3 separate regions of the Zea mays genome follow, and all the other regions are linked to region 2. Evidence: chromatin contacts called from public Hi-C data. All regions are on one chromosome and are shown on one strand. Each heading gives the region's core, a stretch centred on a gene start, on an enhancer-like site or on the middle of the called end of the contact. The rest is flanking DNA. Distances are from core to core; before and after follow the strand shown. Region 1 holds the start of LOC541641 (histidine kinase 2). Region 2 holds the start of LOC100273107. Region 3 holds the start of LOC100279329.

Region 1 (3,255 bases), core at 420-2,919, 920 kb before region 2:
GTTATTCTGAAGTTCATTTTGAGCTCTTTTAACAAAATACTCGAAGGTTTCATATACACTTGATTTATCATGAAGAAAGAATATCCAAGTGAATCTAGTGAAATCAAACACATCCTTCAGTCTTTTGACAGGATTACACTTAGTTGTATACCACGGGGGCTTCAAACCATAGAATTCAGGGTCCGACCACTCTCATAATGAGAGGTTGGGACTATAGGAATTCGAGGGCCAGTAGAGGGCCTCGAACCTCTAAGTGATGTTAAGTGCTCTAGGGGACAGACTGCCCTAAGCACTCGTATCCTTCATAACGTCCTACGACACGAGGGCCCTAGGGACTTAAACTCATGAGCATCTCGGAGCATGAGGGATCCTAGGGAGTTGATTTGCTGATTAGAGACTCGAGCACGATGGTCCTTAAGGACTTAGATTGTTTTGTCCTAGGACGTCTCAAGGCACTAGGGGTCCCAAGCTGGCACCGAGTCTCTTAGTGGCTTTTTATGAGATTTTGTGGTGTAGTTATTCTTTCGAATATCGAATGATGTGTTTTTATTCCTTTGCTCCGAGGCCTATGGAGTGATGAAGGTGATTAAGTACAAGTTAGTGAGGGGTGCACGACATGACGAGAGGATCAGCTCATAAGATCAAGTATAATAAGGTGATGTAGACGGAGTAAGATATCTCATGTCAGATTTATGGTGATGCGGAAGAAAAAGAAATAAAGAGAGAAAGAGAACATGCTGATCATAATAGCCAGCTGAAAGCGGGCTAAACACAGTCTTCAACATAATTTGTGAGAGTAAGAGATGAACCAAGTATTAAACATATAACTTATTGACTAGACTTTTAGCTAATAGTACATGACATGACAACATTATAACCCCTATTATAAGCTATATTATTAACCTTGCTCTAACCATAAAGCTATCTACAGCTAAGTGTGTATATGGACGTGTAAAACACAATTTTTACTATAGTATGTACTGTTTACAGTATCAAATATGAAACACGGAATGTTGTAAGGAGACTACTGAAGATAATCTAATAAGGGGAAGGCCCATAGAAGAGTAGGTCCGGGGAAGATGAGATTGCCACCTGCATGTGAAATATTTAACTATTTGATATTGATATAGACATCATTTCTCAGTCTCTTCGCTTCGGATTAAAGCTAGATATTCATACCGCTGCAGGTGTAATACACAAATATAAAATACAGTAAAAACCGTTTTAGATTAAAGCTAATCCAACAACTTGTCTATGTCTGGTAGTTTTATTATGAGAACTAAAATTTGCTATGGTAAATAGTAACCGGTCTACAACTTTGTCATTATTGCCCCACTGGCAATGATTAGCAAAGAGATATGATTGAAGGTAAAGCTGATTTTTTACATATCCCTCCATTCGAAATAGGATCTATGTGGTGTATTCATTTGGCGTGACACATCAGCGAAACAGTAAAATTATAGAGCATAGAGCAGTTAATACTATCTGTAGCAAATTTACACCTGCCACCGTAAAATAGAGATACGAAAACTCCCTATCGACGATGACAAACGGCTTGCTGGCCTCTCCTACTGTTGTGACTGGTGCCACCTCTCCTTTCCCTTCTTCCTCCGTGCCCCAATCCCTCTTCTCCCCTCGACCAGCCGAGAGAGCGCCCCTACCGCAGCAGCTGCAGTGCTGCTCTGCTCTGCTCTGTTCTGCCCCCACTTCACCCTCTCGTCTCACCCCGCCTGCAGCTTGGTCGCTTTTCTCCCCAGTCTCCTCCCCTCCACCCTCTCGTCTCGTCGCACCTCACCTGCTTGGTCGCTTTTCTCCCCCAATCTCCTCGTCTCCCGCCGGCACCAATACCATCCTCTGTCCGCTCGCTGTTGCTGTTGCTATTCCCGTCCGTCCCGTGCTTCTACTCGCTAGTCGTTTCGTATTCGTATCCTCTCTCCTCAGCCGCCCTGCTCCCCTCCCGTCCTCTGGTGTCTGGTCAAACCAGCGGCTCCCAAGATTTGCCGCTGCTTCCTTCCTGGAGAAATCAAGCCTGTGCGGCGAGAAATCAAGAGGAAGGGGGAAGAGAGGGAGAAAGAGAGAGGGGCGGGGGTGGAGGAAAGAAAGCCTGCCCCTTGCGGACGTGCCTGCTCCCTCGGGGGCATTCAATTGGAGCCAACAGTGGGCGGGTGGGCGGCTGCTACAGCACGGCGGCCTCCATAAATTAGCTCCCCGCGTTCCGGCCCCTTCCGCCCCCTGTCGTCGCACCCGCCCCGTGTCTCCCCCGATCGGTCCGTCGATCACGCGGACGCCCGCCGGAGCATGCGCGCCGCGGGCCTCGGCCGCCGGAGAAGCAGCATCAGCCGCCGCGCCGCCGCCGGCGTCCGGAAGGAGATGTAGCGCTAGCTCCCCGACCCGCGAGGAAAGGGAAAGGGGAATGACCGTTACGGCGCGCGGGAGGAGCGGTGGAGCCGGGATGGGGGAGAAGGGCGGCGCTCCCGGGCTCGGCTTCCTGAGCCTCGATCGGATGCGCGTCCTCCTGCCGCCGCTCCGCCTGCCGGAGAAGCTGTCGGCCAGGACGCTGCGGACGCACCTCTTCACTAACTACCGGATGCGCAAGGTGCGGGACAGCTCCAGCTGGCTCATCCCGCTCTGGGTCAGCTCTTGGGTCCTCGTCGCCTCCCTCATCTACCTTTGCATGAGCTACCAGGCCGTCGGCAAGCGCCGGGAGTCTCTCGCCAGCATGTGCGACGAGCGCGCGCGCATGCTCCAGGACCAATTTAACGTCAGCATGAACCACCTCCAGGCGCTCGCCATCCTCGTCTCCACCTTCCACCACTCCAAGACACCCTCCGCCATCGACCAGGTAGGTACCCTGCTGTGCTGCTATCCTAGGGAGTGTTCCTTCACCTCAATCTAAGGCTAAGCAAGATTTCTTCTCCCGGGCGTGACGAAATCCATCTGACCGTTGCTGCAGAAAACGTTCGCGAGGTATGCGGAGAGGACGGCGTTCGAGCGGCCGCTGACGAGCGGGGTCGCGTACGGGGTGCGGGTCACGCACGCCGAGCGGGAGCAGTTTGAGCGCCAGCAGGGATGGAGCATCAAGAAGATGTACTCCTCCAAGACCAAGAATCAGTCGCAGGGACCCGGGAACGCCGAGGACGCCGAGGTGCGGGAGCCGGCGGAGGAGTATGCTCCCGTAATCTTCGCGCAGGACGCCTACAAGCACGTCATCTCCTTCGACTTGCTATCCGGCGCCGTGAGCACTCGCCCTGCCCC
Region 2 (3,343 bases), core at 572-3,071:
CACTGCAGCACTAGTCGATGGAAGATGAATGTTGAATATCCCATGGATGATGATCCCTCTAGTATGACGAAGAAGACGTATGTCGGTGAGATAATCAGGGGTATCCGAATTACACCTCTAAAAACACGCTCAGGAAAGGTTAAGATGTAAACCCCGAAGGTAAGAGGCCACGTCACCTCCTCATCCGAGACCTCTCCCTGAGGGTTTTACGCCTGAGGCAAATCTCCGTCTCGCCCGAGCCTATCACAGCTTATGCTCGAAGCTACCTTGTCCTACCATCGCTCCGTCCATCTCGTCTGAGCCAGTATCAAGCAGAGAGGACAAGGCACACCCGAAGGCAGCGGGGGACACTCGCATTTAATGCGCACACCTACCCTAAGTCGATGTACATGAGCACAGTGGTAACAAGACAACAGACGCGTCTAGGCGCAATAGCATGATTACAGTCGTGTCACTGTACACACACGCCATCTGCCATACCCTGATGGGACATCTGATAACGACAGAGATAGTAGACCAGCCCTCGGGCGCAAATATCCGCCTCGCCCGACGCTGGGTTCGCCCTTGGGCGTAATATCTGTCTCGCCCGATGCTGATCTCGTCCTCGGGTGCTGTCTCCGCCTCGTCCCGAGCTCAGCCTCGGTTACCTGCTCCACCGCGAATCCCGCAGGCGGCCACCCCGCCAACTATGATACACGTCAGGGAAGGATCGACCATCGCCTCGGAAAGACTTCTGCCTCGCCCGAGCAGGGCTCTAACCTCGATATCCGCAGCGAAGGAATCCCAACATTACCCAGCATAGGGACACTGACGCATCCCGTAAGCAGCCTTTCTACCTATACCGAAGCGCTGTTATAATAACTACGGTATAAGCAACCCCTTCATGAGCAAGTCGACAAAAAAATTCTAGCCGTTTCAGATTGGCAGTTTGTTCACATACAATTTTGCGATATACTACGGGCTAAGGAGGGGGTTAATGGTTGGATTGTTACAATCTTTTTGTGTTAACATATTAAAAGTTCTTTATACATACTTTTCCAGCTTGCAAAAGCCACCGTTACATTGCAATGAGAAACTGAAACGAGGGCAGAGAAATTTCGTTGTAGTACTGTAAGTTTTAATCCGCAAGTCATATAGTATGAAAATAAAAGCAAACAACAGGACTCCATGGTTGTTAAAGAAAACATGACTACAAGGTGTAGTACTCAGTACGGGTGTATTAATACCACATTCTGACTGTACTATCCCCGGACGTCTCAAATAAAACAAACCAAAATAAATAAAAATAAAACTCTATTAATCCAAAAAAACACAAAACTCTATTAATCCTTCTTGTCTGTAAGGAGTTAAACAGTTCCAAATCTTGTTAGATAAGCAAAACCAATATAATAATCACATATTTAAGTAAGTAATTTATTAATACTACCCAAACGGCAAACGCAAGTATGAAAAAGGAGAGGAAACTCCCCCCCATTGCAGTGTCCTTGTTTTTCCCAGGCTTTTCCCTCAGAAAAAGCAGGCGGTAAATAAAGCACTGGTACTACTGGCGAGCATTGATGCTTTTCATTGAAGAGGTGAGCAGTCTGCGTGGGCGCGCATTCGCAGCACTCATGCGGTCAGCTCCGCCCCTGCGAATACTACTGGCACATTTGGAAGGGCATTGAAAGCAGTAAAAACTGAAGCTAGCTACCTCCAATGACAGCCTGGACCCCTCCACGGCCCACGGTACGGCGGAGACGCTCCTCCTTCGCCTCCTAGCTCCTTTCCTATATAAAAGCCCTCTGCCTTGCTCGCCCTTCTAGCACACAAGCACACCGCTCCGCACTTCTCCCTGTCGTCTCGCCCGCCCGCGCGCGCGGTCGTTTAACCTTTTTTCTCCCACCGCTCGCCCCGTCCCGCTTTCCCCCCGGCAGCGACGACTCCTGCGGAGGTACAGAGAGATGAGGACGAGGAGCGGGTCCCGGTATTCCAACGGCGGCGAGGTGGTTGCCTTGGTGGGTCAGAAGAGGAAGAGGTCGCCGTCGGCCGTCGCCGGAGAGTGCGACTGCGGCGGGCGCAGGAAGCGGCCTGCCGGCGAGCCGGACTACCTGGACGCGCTTCCCGATGACCTTGTCCTCTCCATCCTGTCCAAGCTCGCCGCCGCCTCCTCGGCGCCGTCCGACCTGCTCTCGGTCCACCTCACGTACGTCTGCCTGCCTGCCCGAGCATCCTTTGCGTTTTGTCATCAACTCCTCGTGTTTCCTCGCACGGCGAGCGCACCGTCTCCCTCGCGCTATGGAGTAATCGAAATGCGTGGGGGGGAGCGACGGCAGTTGTGCTGTTTTCGGAAACATAAGCTGGAGGGAGAGGCCAAGGATCGTGCGCTGACGTCTTTCGCGTTTGCAGGTGCAAGAGGCTGAACGAGCTCGGCAGCCATGACATGGTGTTCGCCAAGGCCTCGCCGGCGTCGCTGGCGGTCAAGGCGGCGGCGTGGTCCGAGCCGGCGCAGAGGTTCCTCAAGCGCTGCGCCGACGCCGGCAACCTCGAGGCCTGCTACAACCTGGGCATGGTACGCCACGCGACCCAAACCCTAACGAGTTGCAAGTAGACTTGATCGGGTCGATTCCGTTGCTTCCTCTCGACTCAAGCGCGCATGGCATGGTCATGGTGGATATGGGCGCTGACCTGGGACGCTCGCTTCTGCAGATCCGCTTCTACTGCCTGGGCAGCCGCAGCGGCGGCGCGGCGCTGCTGGCGAGGGCGGCCGTCGGCGGGCACGCGGCGGCGCTCTACTCGCTGGCGGTCATCCAGTTCAACGGCAGCGGCGGGGCCAAGTCGGACCGCGACCTGCGCGCGGGGGCTGCCCTGTGCGCGCGCGCGGCCTCGCTGGGCCACGTCGACGCGCTCCGCGAGCTCGGGCACTGCCTCCAGGACGGCTACGGCGTGCGGCGGGACCCCGCCGAGGGCCGGCGCCTGCTGGTCGCGGCGAACGCCCGCGAGCTCACGCTCGCGCTCTCCGCGGCCGCCTCGCGCCACGCCGTCGCCGCGCTGCCCTTCGCCGCGGCCGCCGGCGTCGTCGGCGGCGGCGGGGGGTGCCCCCTCCTGTCCGACTTCGGGTGGAGCCTCCCCGAGGCGGAGCCCCACGCGGCGAACCAGTTCATGGTGGACTGGTGGGCCTCCCGCTGCGCCGCCCAGGCGGGCGGGAAGAAGGACGGCGACGGCAGCGGCGTGGACGGCGACGGAGACGGCGCGGAGCTCCGTCTTTGCTCCCACGTGCGGTGCGGGCGGCGCGAGACGCGGCGGCACGAGTTCCGGCGGTGCTCCGTGTGCGGCGCGGCCAACTACTGCTCCCGCGCGTGCCAGG
Region 3 (3,193 bases), core at 256-2,755, 830 kb before region 2:
CCCTCGACGGCAGCGGCAATTGCTTTTCCTTTCTCCGCCGCCCTTTCCATCCGTGCAATAGCATCATATAGGCACTTGGCTATGTCCAGAATTGCAATGACCTCGCCATTCTCCACGACAGGCAGATGCCTGAACTTACCTGGAACCGAAGGATACGTTTCATCAGGGAACATTAAAAGATGAATATAGGTGAGGCGCACAGAAACCGTGGGAGCATTCACAGACCTTGCACCATCTTTTGCAACGCCTCGACTGCAAGCGTGTCCGCGAGAACAAATACAGGGTTTCGGGTCATGACCTTGGAGACCGGTGTCTCTTCCATCTTCAACTCACGAGCAATCACCCTTGTGGTTATGTCCTGACCAGCGTTCCCAAAATACAGCATACAGTGAGAAATGGGAACATCTAAGGCGGCACTGACACGAAAAAAAAAGCGAAGGAACATCCCCTCACCTTGTCGGTGAGGATCCCACAGAGCAAAGCGTTGGAGTCAGTCAGCAGCACGGCGTCAACCCTGCGTGACGCCATCCTCCGACAAGCCTCGTGCACGGTTGTGTGATCCGGTATCGTCAGCGCCTTGGACAGCCTCAGCCTTTTCACGGTCCTCTCGCCGGTCAGTGACCTGGAAAGAATCACACGAGGTACGTTTTTTTTCAGCTGTGAAGATTTTGGTCTTGTCCATTTGATAGAGCAGGCATGGCAATATAATCATGGCTTGACAGCAATCAATGTCGTGTTGCAATCTTGCTTGTGTTAGTGAAACGTGTGTGGTTTACGTTACACGCGAAATTCCACAGCCGGAGTCATGCGTATGTGGTACGGCATGGTTGTAAGAGTTGAATGGGATTCAGCACTTGTCTGTTGTAACTGAAAAACGGCCCGTACTTGGTATTGTTAGACTAAAAAGTGCGTAACATCCATCGATTCCACAAACCGGGGGAGGTGTCAAATCTAGGCTATGGAAGCTCCCAGCTACAAACAAAGCGAGGCACACGGAAGCTACTCCAGGTTGACACGCGACGCGACGCTTGAAGCCTTGATCCGAAGACACCATGCGTCCATGCCACAGAGACGGTAGGTACGGAGCACGGTCTACGCTACGCATAACAAGGGCAGAGCAAGGCGGGTGCGGCGGATCACGTACGTGGAGTGGCCGCGGGAGAGGGAGACGGAGGACCGCCTGGAGGGCGGCGGGGCGTCATGGCCGTGCCCGTTCTCGGCGGGCAGGACCCTCCTCCTGGATCCGGAGGACGATGAGACGTTCCTCCGGCCGGCGCCCGCGCCCGCGCCGCCGTCCATCTCCCGGCGCGCGCCGCCCGCCGGGGGAAGCGAGAGCCTCCGATCGGCGACGGCGCTGATCCGCGGCGGCGCAGGAGCGGGGGATTCTCTTTGTCTCGCCCGCTGGCTCCCGCGAATCAGGAGCGCTCCCCAATAGGTGGGGGAAGGCGGAGACCGGAGACGGGGCCGAAGGTCGCGGCGTGCGGCAGGGTATCTAAAATTTTCCTTCTTTTTTTTCGCCGAGCTGGTGGGTGCTGGGTGGTGGTGTTCGGATGCCCCCGTCCCGTGCGTGCGCGCCTGGCCTGGCCCGCGTGGTGTTTGCTTTGCGCATTCGTGTCGACGAGAGGCGGCTGAGTGGCTGACGGCTGGGGCTGGATAATGCCGCGAGGCGTGCGATGCGGATGTGGGGACCATAGCAGACTGCAGAGAGAGCAGCTCCGGGCCTCCGATCGAAATCCAACCGTGTCGACGCGGCCCACGCCACCCGTCGGGCGGCCGACCCGCGCAATCCCGCGTCGACACGACTGTTTAGACGCATGGCGGTGGTGATGTGTCGCCCGCGGGACGGGACACGGGACTGACCACCGCGCCGCGCCGCTTCCCTGAGGTGAGGGGCCGGGGACGCCGCCGGGCAGTATATATACCGCTGCCGGGCGGCGAGCGCTGGTGGCCGTGCACCAGAAGGCCGAACACCTGGCGCCGGCCGCCGGGAGACAATGCCTCAGCTCGCGTGCAATGCAAATGCTACGAGAGCGGGCGGCTTGGGGTCCTCTCTCCGTCTCGACCACGCCAGTTCGACCAGGTACGCCGTCGCCGGCGGCGGATGGATGGCTAGGTCGTCGCTCCTTCATTCTTCTGTTACTTCCGCCACGCATTCTTAAAGGGTGTTTGGTTTGTAGGGACTAATTTTTAGTCCCTACATTTTATTCCACTTTAGTTACAAAATTATCAAATATAGAAACTAAAACTCTATTGTAGTTTCTATATTTGTCAATTTATATACTAAAATGGAACAAAATGAAGGGACTAAACATTAGTCCCTAGAAACCAAACACCCCCTTAGATACTTCCTCCATACTCGGTCAGTCTAACTTTCCTCCATCTAGTAGTATTATGTTTTATTATATCAAATATTTCGATTTGATCGGCAATTTTTTTTAAAAAAAATTATATAGGTTAACGACATAAGATTTTGTTTTCGTATCATTATTATGACAACTGCTTTCAGCACACAGTATATAATTCACAGATATTACCTTTCAGCCCACTGACGCCTAGGGCAACTGCATAAACACAAGTGTACAGCACAATTTTTATCACAAACTTGCGAAAACATCCGGCTAGATTTGACACCCAACCCGCCCTCTCTTTTTTGCAGATGAAATCATGCAAGCCTGTACCATTAAAAGGAGTTAGCTACTGATTGAAAATTTGACATCTGCTAGGCAATCACATAATTTTACAGCATCACACTTTTTCTGCACATCACACTAGGTAAGAGGAGCGTGAGACCCAGGCTCCACGAGGGTCACTGCAGGTTGGCACATCCAAACAAACATAAGCAGCAAGCACAGTGCTAGGAAATAAACTTTGTGCGACAACGTAACGGGGCTTAAGTTCGGCAAGGAGCGGCACAGTTTCCGCATCCTGTTATTGAACTCCACTTCCTCGGCTAACCTTGCCAGCAGCCACCTTGACAAACCTCAGCTACACAACAATAGTATGCGGCACCGGCACCGCCCCGTTAGCAACAGATGCACGCCCCGTTTCATTTGTCGGTTGCACGCTCTGCCGAGTAAAGCAACATCTGGCTGCTTGTACTTGCACCGGCACCACCATTGTTTTCTTTTGCCAACATCTGCATTTCATCATAATAGAGAACTTCAGACTAACATGCGAGGAATACATAGCTGCA

What was found. Hi-C and Micro-C count contacts between places; a contact is called where the count stands out from the background.
Region 1: a Hi-C map of tassel shows a contact between it and region 2, with 1.8 times the contacts expected there. The contact joins the promoter of LOC541641 here to the promoter of LOC100273107 in region 2. A contact is called at or near these places in 4 of 25 Hi-C or Micro-C datasets (bundle sheath, ear, endosperm and 1 more).
Region 3: a Hi-C map of bundle sheath shows a contact between it and region 2, with 2.4 times the contacts expected there. The contact joins the promoter of LOC100279329 here to the promoter of LOC100273107 in region 2. A contact is called at or near these places in 2 of 25 Hi-C or Micro-C datasets (bundle sheath and leaf mesophyll).

The regions. Positions count from the first base shown.
Region 1 is chr3:161,080,321-161,083,575 of Zm-B73-REFERENCE-NAM-5.0, forward strand. It overlaps LOC541641 (histidine kinase 2), which reads left to right and starts at 1,670. Exons shown (of 12, transcript NR_158574.1): 1 at 1,670-2,842; 2 at 2,954-3,235.
Region 2 is chr3:162,001,821-162,005,163 of Zm-B73-REFERENCE-NAM-5.0, forward strand. It overlaps LOC100273107, which reads left to right and starts at 1,822. Exons shown (of 3, transcript NM_001360214.1): 1 at 1,822-2,182; 2 at 2,386-2,548; 3 at 2,686-3,343. The coding sequence starts at 1,941.
Region 3 is chr3:161,169,471-161,172,663 of Zm-B73-REFERENCE-NAM-5.0, forward strand. LOC100279329 reads right to left here and starts at 1,506. Exons shown (of 14, transcript NR_176412.1): 1 at 1,145-1,506; 2 at 454-622; 3 at 226-358; 4 at 1-139. It overlaps LOC100272251, which reads right to left. Exons shown (of 5, transcript NM_001146746.1): 5 at 2,519-3,136. The coding sequence ends at 3,047.